3 separate regions of the Mus musculus genome follow, and all the other regions are linked to region 1. The links are chromatin contacts, called in public HiChIP or PLAC-seq and Micro-C maps. All regions are on one chromosome and are shown on one strand. The core of a region is the stretch at or near the end of the contact, and the rest is flanking DNA. Distances in the headings are between cores, read along the strand shown. Region 1 holds the start of Grwd1 (glutamate-rich WD repeat containing 1). Region 2 overlaps Abcc6 (ATP-binding cassette, sub-family C (CFTR/MRP), member 6). Region 3 holds the start of Rasip1 (Ras interacting protein 1).

Region 1 (3,011 bases), core at 361-2,860:
CCAGTCTTCCAGGCGCTCACCCTGCACATCTGTCACTGTCCCCGCTTAGTCTATTCTGCTCCACACACAGTCGCCTCTCCAGTTTCCCCTGAGATTCTGAATCATGTGTGCCAGGTGCACCCCAGGGTCTTGGCACTTTCGTTTTTCTTCTCTGCAAATCTGTTTCCACAAACACCCCAGCCCTGACACTTGCTGCAGGTCTCTAGTCCAAGAACACCGACTTACCCAGTCCTCCTCAAATTCACCATTTACAAAAAACAACTCTACCCTAGGAACACCCTTATACTACCACACTCAGCATCTTGTAACAAACTACAAGCTTTCTCTTGTTCCCTTTCCCACTAGTATGTTATGTTCATGGGCCCAGAGCTTTCTGTCTACAGGCTAAACCTTCTGGGAATAATGTAACAGATACAGGTCCAACAGAGACAGGTCCAGCTACGGGTTGGCTTTTGCTCTACATGCTCCTTGTATACCGTCTCCCTTTTTTGCTCATCTACCTGATCATAAAGTGCTCTATTTATTGAACTTGAGGTGAGCGCTCTACCACTAAGCTGCCTTTGAACTCATTCTATCCTGCCTCAGTTCCTAAGCAACAGCTCAGTAACACCCTTGCGTTTCACCACAATCAGGAGCTGTTTCAGCCTTTATTATCTGTTTATCAGCTCATAGAGTGAAAATGTCTGAAAATGAGGGGGGAGGGAGAGAAGCTGAGGGGCTGGAGGAGGTACTGAGAGACATTTGGATCTAGGGGGAGGGGTGTGCTGCAGAGAATCCTTAACAAGCCCCTGGAAAGACTGTACCCGAACTCGGTTGATGCCACCGTAGTGAGGAACCATGGCCAGTTCCAGCTGAGGTTTCTGCTCCTCCTCATCCTCTTCATCTTCATCTTCCTCATCGTCATCACTGCCCTCTGAGGGTGACGGCCTGGTGCCATGGAGATTGTGCATCCGAAGCATCATCAGTCTGGGGAAGCAAATACGGGTTAGAAACTGAGTGCCGGGATGTTGAAGGAGGAGGGAGGCTGGGGTCCCAGACTTTTAGGTCTGGCATTAGCAGAGAGCCCTAATGCGTGGGGCCTTGTGGATGTCTTGCAAAGGTCCTGGGTCTCACCTATTGCTCTGGGCGCTCTCCGCCTGGGTTCCCGCACACAGGTAAAGACTGAGAGGGAGCTCTGTCCGGTTGTCGCCCAAGTGATCTCGAACTATGTCAAAGCTGAGACAAGGGGCGCCTAGGGATGGGCGGGGAGATTAGAGTTGCTGAGTAGGAACGAGAGACTGGGAACTCGGCCTCCACCTCCTCCAAAGGCCGGCAGTCTGCAGGGTCACAATCCTCAGACTCCAGACCCTTCGTCCCCCAGACCCCAAGACAGGCCTTTCATTTCCCTGGACCCGAGAGTCAGGTCCCTCTGCCTACCAGTTTGCGCACGATGGTACAGCACGTAGGCCTCTTCATCCATTACCAGCTCCTCTCCCTCGCTCAGTGGCGGCCCTCTGCCGGGCAGGTAGACCTGGGATGGGCCTTCGGTTCCTGGGTCGCAGGTTTCAGCCTCCATGGGTTCTCCGGTTTCACACGTGCGACTCCGGCCCTTGCGCGCCGCCATCTTCGAACCTTCTTGCCCCGGACGCGAAGTGAGAGCGTCACTTCCGGGTTTCACCTCCCACAGTCTAAGACCCGTCCCACTGTACTGTTACCTTGGAAACCTGTGAACCAGCCAGAAGAAGGTAATGCGCAGAGAGATGGCCGCCACAAAGTAACCGCGTCCTGGCTCAGTGAGAAGACTTATATTAGGAGCAATTTTGTCTTTCGTGTGACCTTGGGGAATTCTTCCGCGCAGCAATGGCAAGACCTTCTGGGAGTTGTAGTTCTACAGAAGTCCTCGGCTTCAGAGCCCTCTCCATCTTCCACCTTTCATTCCCAGGGTTGTCTTTCCATTTAGTTAATTATTCATGTATGTAAACGAGCACTTACTGGCAAGGAGACTGGGCTTCTGTTCCCCGAGGACCTTTAAGGCCGATTTCTTCTCCTCTCCTTGTTATGATGGTTTTAAATTATTTCAAAATGCTTTAGGGTAGACAGGCTGGACATTATGTATAAGTTAGTGGATTGGATCTATCCTCCAGGGGCAGACCATTTCCCAACCAGGCATTCCCAGGGCAGCTCTGGTCAGCAGGCACTTAATCAGAAAGTCTCTCTTGAGGCTGCTGCTACAACTGAGTCAGCTCTCTTTATCTACCCATGTACACCCGAGTTTTGGTTAATTGGAGTAATGAAATATTGGAAACAGATCCTCACTGGTGAGATTAAGGAGATTCAAGGCGTGGGTTGGCCACTCTCCATTTGCATAAAATAACCCATCAAATCATTCTTGCCAGTAGCAAGGAGTAGGTCTCTAGATTTGGTCCTAATTTGTGCATCCCTTTTTGTATCTCTACTCTTGGGGGTGTTGTCTCTGCCCTGTCACCTCTCCACCCCTCTCCCCTGGACTCTTGCCGCTTCCTGGGGTTGACTGTGCTTTCCCCAATCTCCTGTTTTCTAGGACTGGGGACTGAACTCAGGGTGTTATGAATATTACAACACCCTGCCTCCGCTACACCACCAGCCCAGTTTCTGTTGTCTGACTGTCCTCCCTAAGGACTCAGTTCTCAGTTTCCATTTTTCTCCAGAGAAGTTGAAGGGACAGACACAGAACTCAGGCTTGGACTGAGGAGGCGTAAAAACATGGTTTTATTCCAAACACTGCAGTGTAGGAGCGGGAGAGGGGAGGAAAGGTCAGGTGTGGGCTCCCAGACCCTCCTCTCAGCCCAGCCTCAGACCCTGCTGAAATCTGGGAAAGGAGACCTGGGGGTGGAGTGTCTGCTGGATTATCACTGAAGGGTCACAAATAAGGGCTGGACTTGAAGATGTGATTGGTGGCATCTGGGGTGGTAGGTGAGTGGGGGGAGACAGGTAAAGGTAGGACTTTCGTGGAGGAGAGGTCATAGGTCAGAGCCAACAAGGATCTAAAAGGG
Region 2 (2,941 bases), core at 8-2,507, 180 kb after region 1:
CTTTGGCTGCCACACGTCCCCCTGGCTGAGCGTGAAGGGGCTCAGAGTCAGGAGCCATTGAGGGACAACAGCTTGGGGCCACTATGGGAAGGGGCCACGCTCTAGAAGGAACAGAGGCTTGTCCAAGAGTCACAGGTCTGGCAACACAGGACAAGGACAGACCTAAAGCCTCCTCTTGCCTGTCCCTATCTCTGTCACCAACCAGAGACCCATGGTTGTTCCTCTGTCCAGGATGCCTGCATCCCCAAATGCCAAACCTGATGGAAGCCCCTCTTCTTGGTGATGAAGAAGTTCAGAGGGAGGAGGCTCAGGAAGACAGCAACGGCTGTGAGAGCAGAGGGTCCAAGGAGCTGGGGACAGAGGGCAGGGTGTCATGAGACTCCAAGGGTTTGGGTCACCCCACTTCCCAGGGTTGGGAATTCAGGCGTGTGCTGCTGTGCCTGGCTTTTTATATAGGTCACGGGCGTCTGCCCTTGGTTCCCCATGTTTACTAAGTAAGTACTTTGTCGGCTCCCGATCCCTGCTCCTTTTGAATGATTATCTATTGAGGTGACATGGTCACAGCACGCATGTGGAGGTCAGGAGATGACGTTGTAGGGTCAGTTCCCCCTTCCACATTTATATGGGCTTCAGGACCCAGCTTGGGTCTTCAGGCTTGCATCCTCGACAGCAAGCACAGTAATTTGCCCCCTGAGCCATTTTGCCAGCACACTCTCTGTTGCTGAGGCTGACCTAAACCCCTGCTCCTCTTTCCCTCACCTCCCAAATTCAGTTGTTACAGGTATGTGCCACCACACCCACCTCTCAGGGCTCGCTGTTAATCTACCCTCCATCCCACCTCTTAGTGGGGAGTTACCAGTCACCACATTAACAAACAAATCTACAAAGTTGTGGTTTCTGAGCTATATGGGCAGGTGTGTGTGTGTGTGTGTGTGTGTGTGTGTATTTAGTGTAAGAATGTCTCCTGCAATACTAGAGAAGCAGTTATACTGAGTGATTACTCAGTTTATTTAAAATGTCACAGTTAACCTGACACCTGTGTTTTGTTAATCTTTCCCACCAGGGAAATCTTGTAAGGGCCGGTGCCTTTGGTCTAGTTACCTAGGAGATATGGTGGTGGGAACAGACTAAATGTTAAAAAAAAAAAAAAGTCTTATTGTGCTTTTCTGAGATTTCCTCCACCCCAACTCCAGTCTCTGTTTCTCTCATCTCTAATCTCTGGACTACAGTGGGCCAGTTTGGTTTATTCATGCAACTATTCCACCACCTAGTGGCTCAGTGGAGAACTGTCCTGAAAGCCACTGGCAGCCTGAAGTAGTAAGGTCACCCTCCGGGATATTTTCATTTAGCCGTAGCACCCACAACCCACCATCTTAGTAAGCCTGGGGCAGCGTGGTGGTCCTCTGGTGCCAGGGCAGAGGCAGGGTGCAGGGCGTTACCTGTGGCTGCTGTGGTCTCTGATCATTACCAGCCTTGGCCTGCTCAGTGCTCCCAATTGTTTACCACATCCTCCCTCCTTCCCTGTCTTTCCTATGATAGTGGCCAGCTTTTCAACACTGCACACAGGTGCTGCTTGAATGCCTGTGTGTGCTTGCTGACCACCTACTGTGTGTAAGCCTTGGAATATTCAAATGTCAGTGTTCACAAATAGACTTCTAGCTGAGCATGACAGCTCACATCATTAATTGCAGCGACTCCTGAGGCTGAGGCAGGAAAAGCACAAACACCAGCCTGTGTTTACACCGAGGTCAAGGCCAGCTTTTTAGTGAGACCTTGCCTTGAAATTAAAAAAAATATATATATAAATATTTATATATAAACATTGTATATAGCCGGGCGTGGTGGCACACGCCTTTAATCCCAGCACTTGGGAGGCAGAGTCAGGCAGATTTCTGAGTTCGAGGCCAGCCTGGTCTACAGAGTGAGTTCCAGGACAGCCAGAACTACACAGAGAAACCCTGTCTCGAAAAAAAACCAAAAAAGTAAAAAATAAAATAAATAAACAAACATTGTATATAAATATATCTATATTATATAATATATTATATACTATATAAATATATCATAAAACATATGGTACTATATGTAATAATATAAATTATAACATTATATATAACATATTATATATAATATAATATATAAATATATAGTATTTATATATTATATAATTGTTATATAAATATGAAAATATGTTTTTTAAGGACCAAAGATGTAGCTCAGTGGAAAACTGCTTGCATGGCATACACGAGGCACCACAGAGATAAATAAGGAAACTTTCAATGGTGGTGATGGCTCCCCTCACATATCAGATGGCAGCTAACAACACTATGCAAGTGAGCACTAGGTACTGTGCAAAGCACCTTAGATACACAGCCCGAGAATACCTAATCCAAAAGTTGGAAACTAAGTTCCCCAGATTCTGAGAGCACCAACACGATGCCACATCGGGGAATTCATGCCTCATCTTACCCTGGTCACAGGCAAGATGCAGAGGGCTGTTAAAGGCATTGCTCAAAATGGCCTTTGGGCTATGCCAATAAGGCACCCACAAACCACATAGACTTTCTTGTTAAACTCAGCTTATATTCTCAAGCTCTCAAATTCATGTCTACCATTCCTGAATCCATACCCAGAGCCCCGCTGGACCCAAGTGATTGCATCAGACAGAGGCTGCCCCTCAGACAGAGGCTGCCCCTCAGACAGAGGCTGCCCCTCAGGCAGAGGCTGCCCCTCAGACAGAGGCTGCCCCTCAGACAGAGGCTGCCCATCAGGCAGAGGCTGCCCCTCAGACAGAGGCTGCCCCTCAGGCAGAGGCTGCCCCTCAGACAGAGGCTGCCCCTCAGGCAGAGGCTGCCCCTCAGGCAGAGGCTGCCCCTCAGACAGAGGCTGCCCCTCAGGCAGAGGCTGCCCCTCAGGCAGAGGCTGCCCCTCAGGCAGAGGC
Region 3 (3,148 bases), core at 55-2,554, 200 kb before region 1:
TACTGTTGACCCTTGGCTTTGTGGTTCTTGTGGCCAGCATCATTATCTCGTGAGCTGTTCACCAGGAAATTTAAAGGGAGGGTGGGCCTTAGATAAAGTGGACTTGGGTGAAGGGAAGAGACGCAGGTGCAGTGGAGGAAAAGCAGGAATGAGACAAGCTTTGAAAGGAGCATGTCTTTTTTTTTTCCATTTTTTTATTAGGTATTTAGCTCATTTACATTTCCAATGCTATACCAAAAGTCCCCCATACCCACCCACCCCCACTCCCCTACCCACCCCCTCCCCCTTTTTGGCCCTGGCATTCCCCTGTACTGGGGCATATAAAGTTTGTGTGTCCAATGGGCCGGAGCATGTCTTGATAGAGGACTTGGGGGTCTGGGTAAGAGGGGGGCTTGAAGACAGAGGCAGGCTTGATGGAAGGAAGGGAGCTGGCGGAGAGGAGGGGCTTGGTGGAGGGGAGTGGCTTGATGGAGGAGTGTAGTCTTGGCTATGGAGAGATTTTATAGAAGGGTGCAGACAAGGGCTTGGATGGACGGATGGATGGATGGAAAGGAAACGGCCTTGTGGAGGGAAGTGATTTGGAGTGGGTCGGGCCTGGGTGGAGGGAGGGCATCCTACAATCCAGTGCTGGCAACAGGACAGGAAGCTACTGGGCACTTTCCTTTGGGGCTCACTTAGGAGGACAAGGCTTATATAAACTGTTAAGTTAGGCTTGGGGGGGGGCGGTTCAGGAAAGTGTGTACTTCACTCAACCTGTGACCTAATGTGGTTCTGTGCACCTATGTCCTGCCCCAGGGTACTTCACTTTAGGAAAGTCAGCGCTAAATTGAAGAATGCAAGTGACGAAGTCAAACCCACCGCGTCAGGATCCAAGTCAGATCAGAGTTTGTCCCAACAGATGGGATTGAAGAAGGCCTCTCAGGCAGATTTTAACTCTGACTACTCTGGAGATAAGAGCGAGGCAACAGAAAACTAATAAAGATTTGTATTTGACTTACTTTTGGGGACTGGTTCTGACTTCTGGCTCCAAGAGAGGAGATCTGGATGTGCCCTCCCCCGCCATCTGAGGGAGTTGTAGCTGGAACATGGGACCTCCCTTTCTAGGTGGCCCATGAGTGAGTGGTGGGCCCAGAATCAAGGCGCAGGCCAGGGCCAGCCCTGCCTCATCTCCTCCCCCAGGCCTGGTCTCCTCACAGGACGCCCCCTCCCCGCTCTTCCTGCCGGGTTTCCTCTTGCCTTTTCCTGTCCCCCACCCAGTGCTGGGAGCTTGGGCAGAGGAAAACACTTTACAGAGGGACTGGGACTTAACGGAGGCCAACAGCACCAGGGCCTCCGGGTGCTACGGGACCCGAAGCAGGGTAAGAGCCACAACAGTGACTCCACCCATCCTGGGACCTAGGAGCTCATTTCTTTGCCCCTCTTACTCCCTGGGATTCAGGAACCAGAACTGATTCTCTCTTCCGTAGCTCCCCACTCTACCCCACCCCACCCGACTGTGGCCTTAGGACTTGGGGCCTTCCCCTCTTCCCTTAGGGCCATGCTATCTGGTGAACGAAAGGAGGGCGGAAGCCCCCGCTTCGGGAAGCTCCATCTTCCAGTGGGCCTGTGGATCAATTCCCCAAGGAAACAGCTCGCCAAACTGGGGCGGCGCTGGCCCAGCGCTGCCTCTGTCAAGTAAGTGGTCAACCTCTATGGTATGCCTGCCATTTGTCCCTGTTTATCACTGGGTCATGCCAGCGACCCTACAAAAGTGGGCAGTGGTTCCTGTCCTAAATAGACAAGCGAGCTGGGGGGTGACAGTGGAACACAGTGACGTCGAGGCACAGGGAGAGAAGAAGTGGGCACTGGGATGGAACGCAGTACACATCCCCTCTCTCTGTTCACCTATTTCTTACCAAGGGTCATATCTTTATTAATTTTATTACCTATCTCTCTTATCTCCATTCTTCCCACCGCACACCACCATCTTGGTTTTCTGCTCCCATCCCTTTGTCCCTTTTCTTTGGTTCTTTGTCTCTGACTCTTGAGTTTCTGTCCCTCCCCCTTTCTCGGTTTCTCTGTGTCTTTGGCCCCTCTTTCTGGGCACTATCTCTGGGTGTCTCTCTGTGTCTCTGTCTCTCTCTGTGTCTCTGTCTCTGATTCTCTCTTCTGTGTCCTCTCTGCCCACTTCTTTCTCCTCAGGTCCTCGTCCTCCGACACGGGGAGCCGAAGCAGCGAGCCCCTGCCGCCGCCGCCGCCGCCGCCGCACGTGGAGCTGCGGCGCGTAGGTGCGGTGAAGGCGGCGGGGGGAGCGTCGGGCAGCCGAGCCAAGCGCATCTCGCAGCTGTTTCGGGGCTCAGGGGCCGGCGGCGCCGGGGGTCCTGGCACGCCTGGGGGCGCGCAGCGCTGGGCCAGCGAGAAGAAGCTGCCTGAACTGGCGGCGGGTGTAGCTCCGGAGCCCCCGTTGCCCACGCGTGCCGCGGTGCCCCCGGGAGTGCTCAAGATCTTCGCTTCTGGGCTGGCGTCGGGCGCCAACTACAAGAGCGTGCTGGCTACGGAGCGATCCACCGCGCGCGAGCTGGTGGCGGAGGCGCTGGAGCGCTACGGGCTGACGGGCGGCCGCGGAGCGGGCGACAGCGGCTGCGTGGACGCCTACGCGCTTTGCGACGCTCTGGGCCGGCCCGCGGTCGGCGTGGGCGGAGGCGAGTGGCGTGCCGAGCACCTGCGGGTGTTGGCCGACGCGGAGCGCCCTCTGCTGGTGCAGGACCTGTGGCGCGCCCGTCCGGGCTGGGCGCGGCGCTTTGAGCTGCGCGGCCGCGAGGAGGCTCGACGGCTGGAGCAGGAGGCCTTCGGGGCTGCGGATGCAGACGGTCAGCCAGGGAAGGGCACAGAGACTTGGGGCGGGACTTAGGGGGCAGTAAGATGACTGGACCCTGGGCGGGAGGTGATGGGGACGTGGCTTACAGGGAGAGGAGGCGGGGCCTGCATGATAAAAGGCAGGGACCTGGGTGAGAGGTGATGAGGGAGGGCTCTGGGAGGTTCTGGTGGCAGGGCACACAGAGTGGGAAGACTCTGGACTGGATGTGCTGGAGTGGGGTGTAATTGGAGGGGAGCGGAGCCAGCAGGACAAAACTGGTGGTGCCATTCTGGGGCGGAACTTACAGGCCGG

What was found. Hi-C and Micro-C count contacts between places; a contact is called where the count stands out from the background. HiChIP or PLAC-seq counts read pairs in DNA pulled down with a chosen protein or histone mark.
Region 2: a contact with region 1 is called in an H3K4me3 HiChIP or PLAC-seq map of forebrain, with 6 times the contacts expected there. The contact joins the enhancer-like site here to the promoter of Grwd1 in region 1. A contact is called at or near these places in 8 of 39 promoter capture datasets (the C10 cell line, the HPC-7 cell line, HPC-7-derived erythroid cells and 5 more), 8 of 484 Hi-C or Micro-C datasets (the AML12 cell line, CD8 T cells, cortical neurons and 3 more), 6 of 115 datasets of contacts at active chromatin or transcription factors (bone marrow-derived macrophages, embryonic basal ganglia, embryonic forebrain and 3 more) and 3 of 9 other capture datasets (adipose tissue, liver and macrophages).
Region 3: a Micro-C map of embryonic stem cells shows a contact between it and region 1, with 2.0 times the contacts expected there. The contact joins the promoter of Rasip1 here to the promoter of Grwd1 in region 1. A contact is called at or near these places in 4 of 39 promoter capture datasets (cranial neural crest, embryonic stem cells, liver and 1 more), 1 of 484 Hi-C or Micro-C datasets (embryonic stem cells), 1 of 115 datasets of contacts at active chromatin or transcription factors (embryonic stem cells) and 2 of 9 other capture datasets (adipose tissue and liver).

What each region holds. Positions count from the first base shown.
Region 1 is chr7:45,829,179-45,832,189 of GRCm38.p6, forward strand. It overlaps Grwd1 (glutamate-rich WD repeat containing 1), which reads right to left and starts at 1,611. Exons shown (of 7, transcript NM_153419.2): 1 at 1,417-1,611; 2 at 1,114-1,231; 3 at 804-966. The coding sequence starts at 1,603. It also overlaps a transcript of Grin2d not described here.
Region 2 is chr7:46,008,529-46,011,469 of GRCm38.p6, forward strand. It overlaps Abcc6 (ATP-binding cassette, sub-family C (CFTR/MRP), member 6), which reads right to left. Exons shown (of 31, transcript NM_018795.2): 11 at 258-350. Among named protein-coding and RNA genes, the nearest start is that of Abcc6, 20 kb to the right of the region's middle. Within about 2 kb of position 1,258, at least 8 of the 459 cell types and tissues checked have an H3K27ac peak or open chromatin away from gene starts, as enhancers often do. A contact at or near this core is called in cortical neurons and forebrain, where this site is marked.
Region 3 is chr7:45,626,233-45,629,380 of GRCm38.p6, forward strand. It overlaps Rasip1 (Ras interacting protein 1), which reads left to right and starts at 1,305. Exons shown (of 12, transcript NM_028544.1): 1 at 1,305-1,358; 2 at 1,534-1,674; 3 at 2,182-2,849. The coding sequence starts at 1,538. Izumo1 (izumo sperm-egg fusion 1) reads left to right here. Exons shown (of 10, transcript NM_001018013.1): 9 at 1-49; 10 at 796-1,010. The coding sequence ends at 976.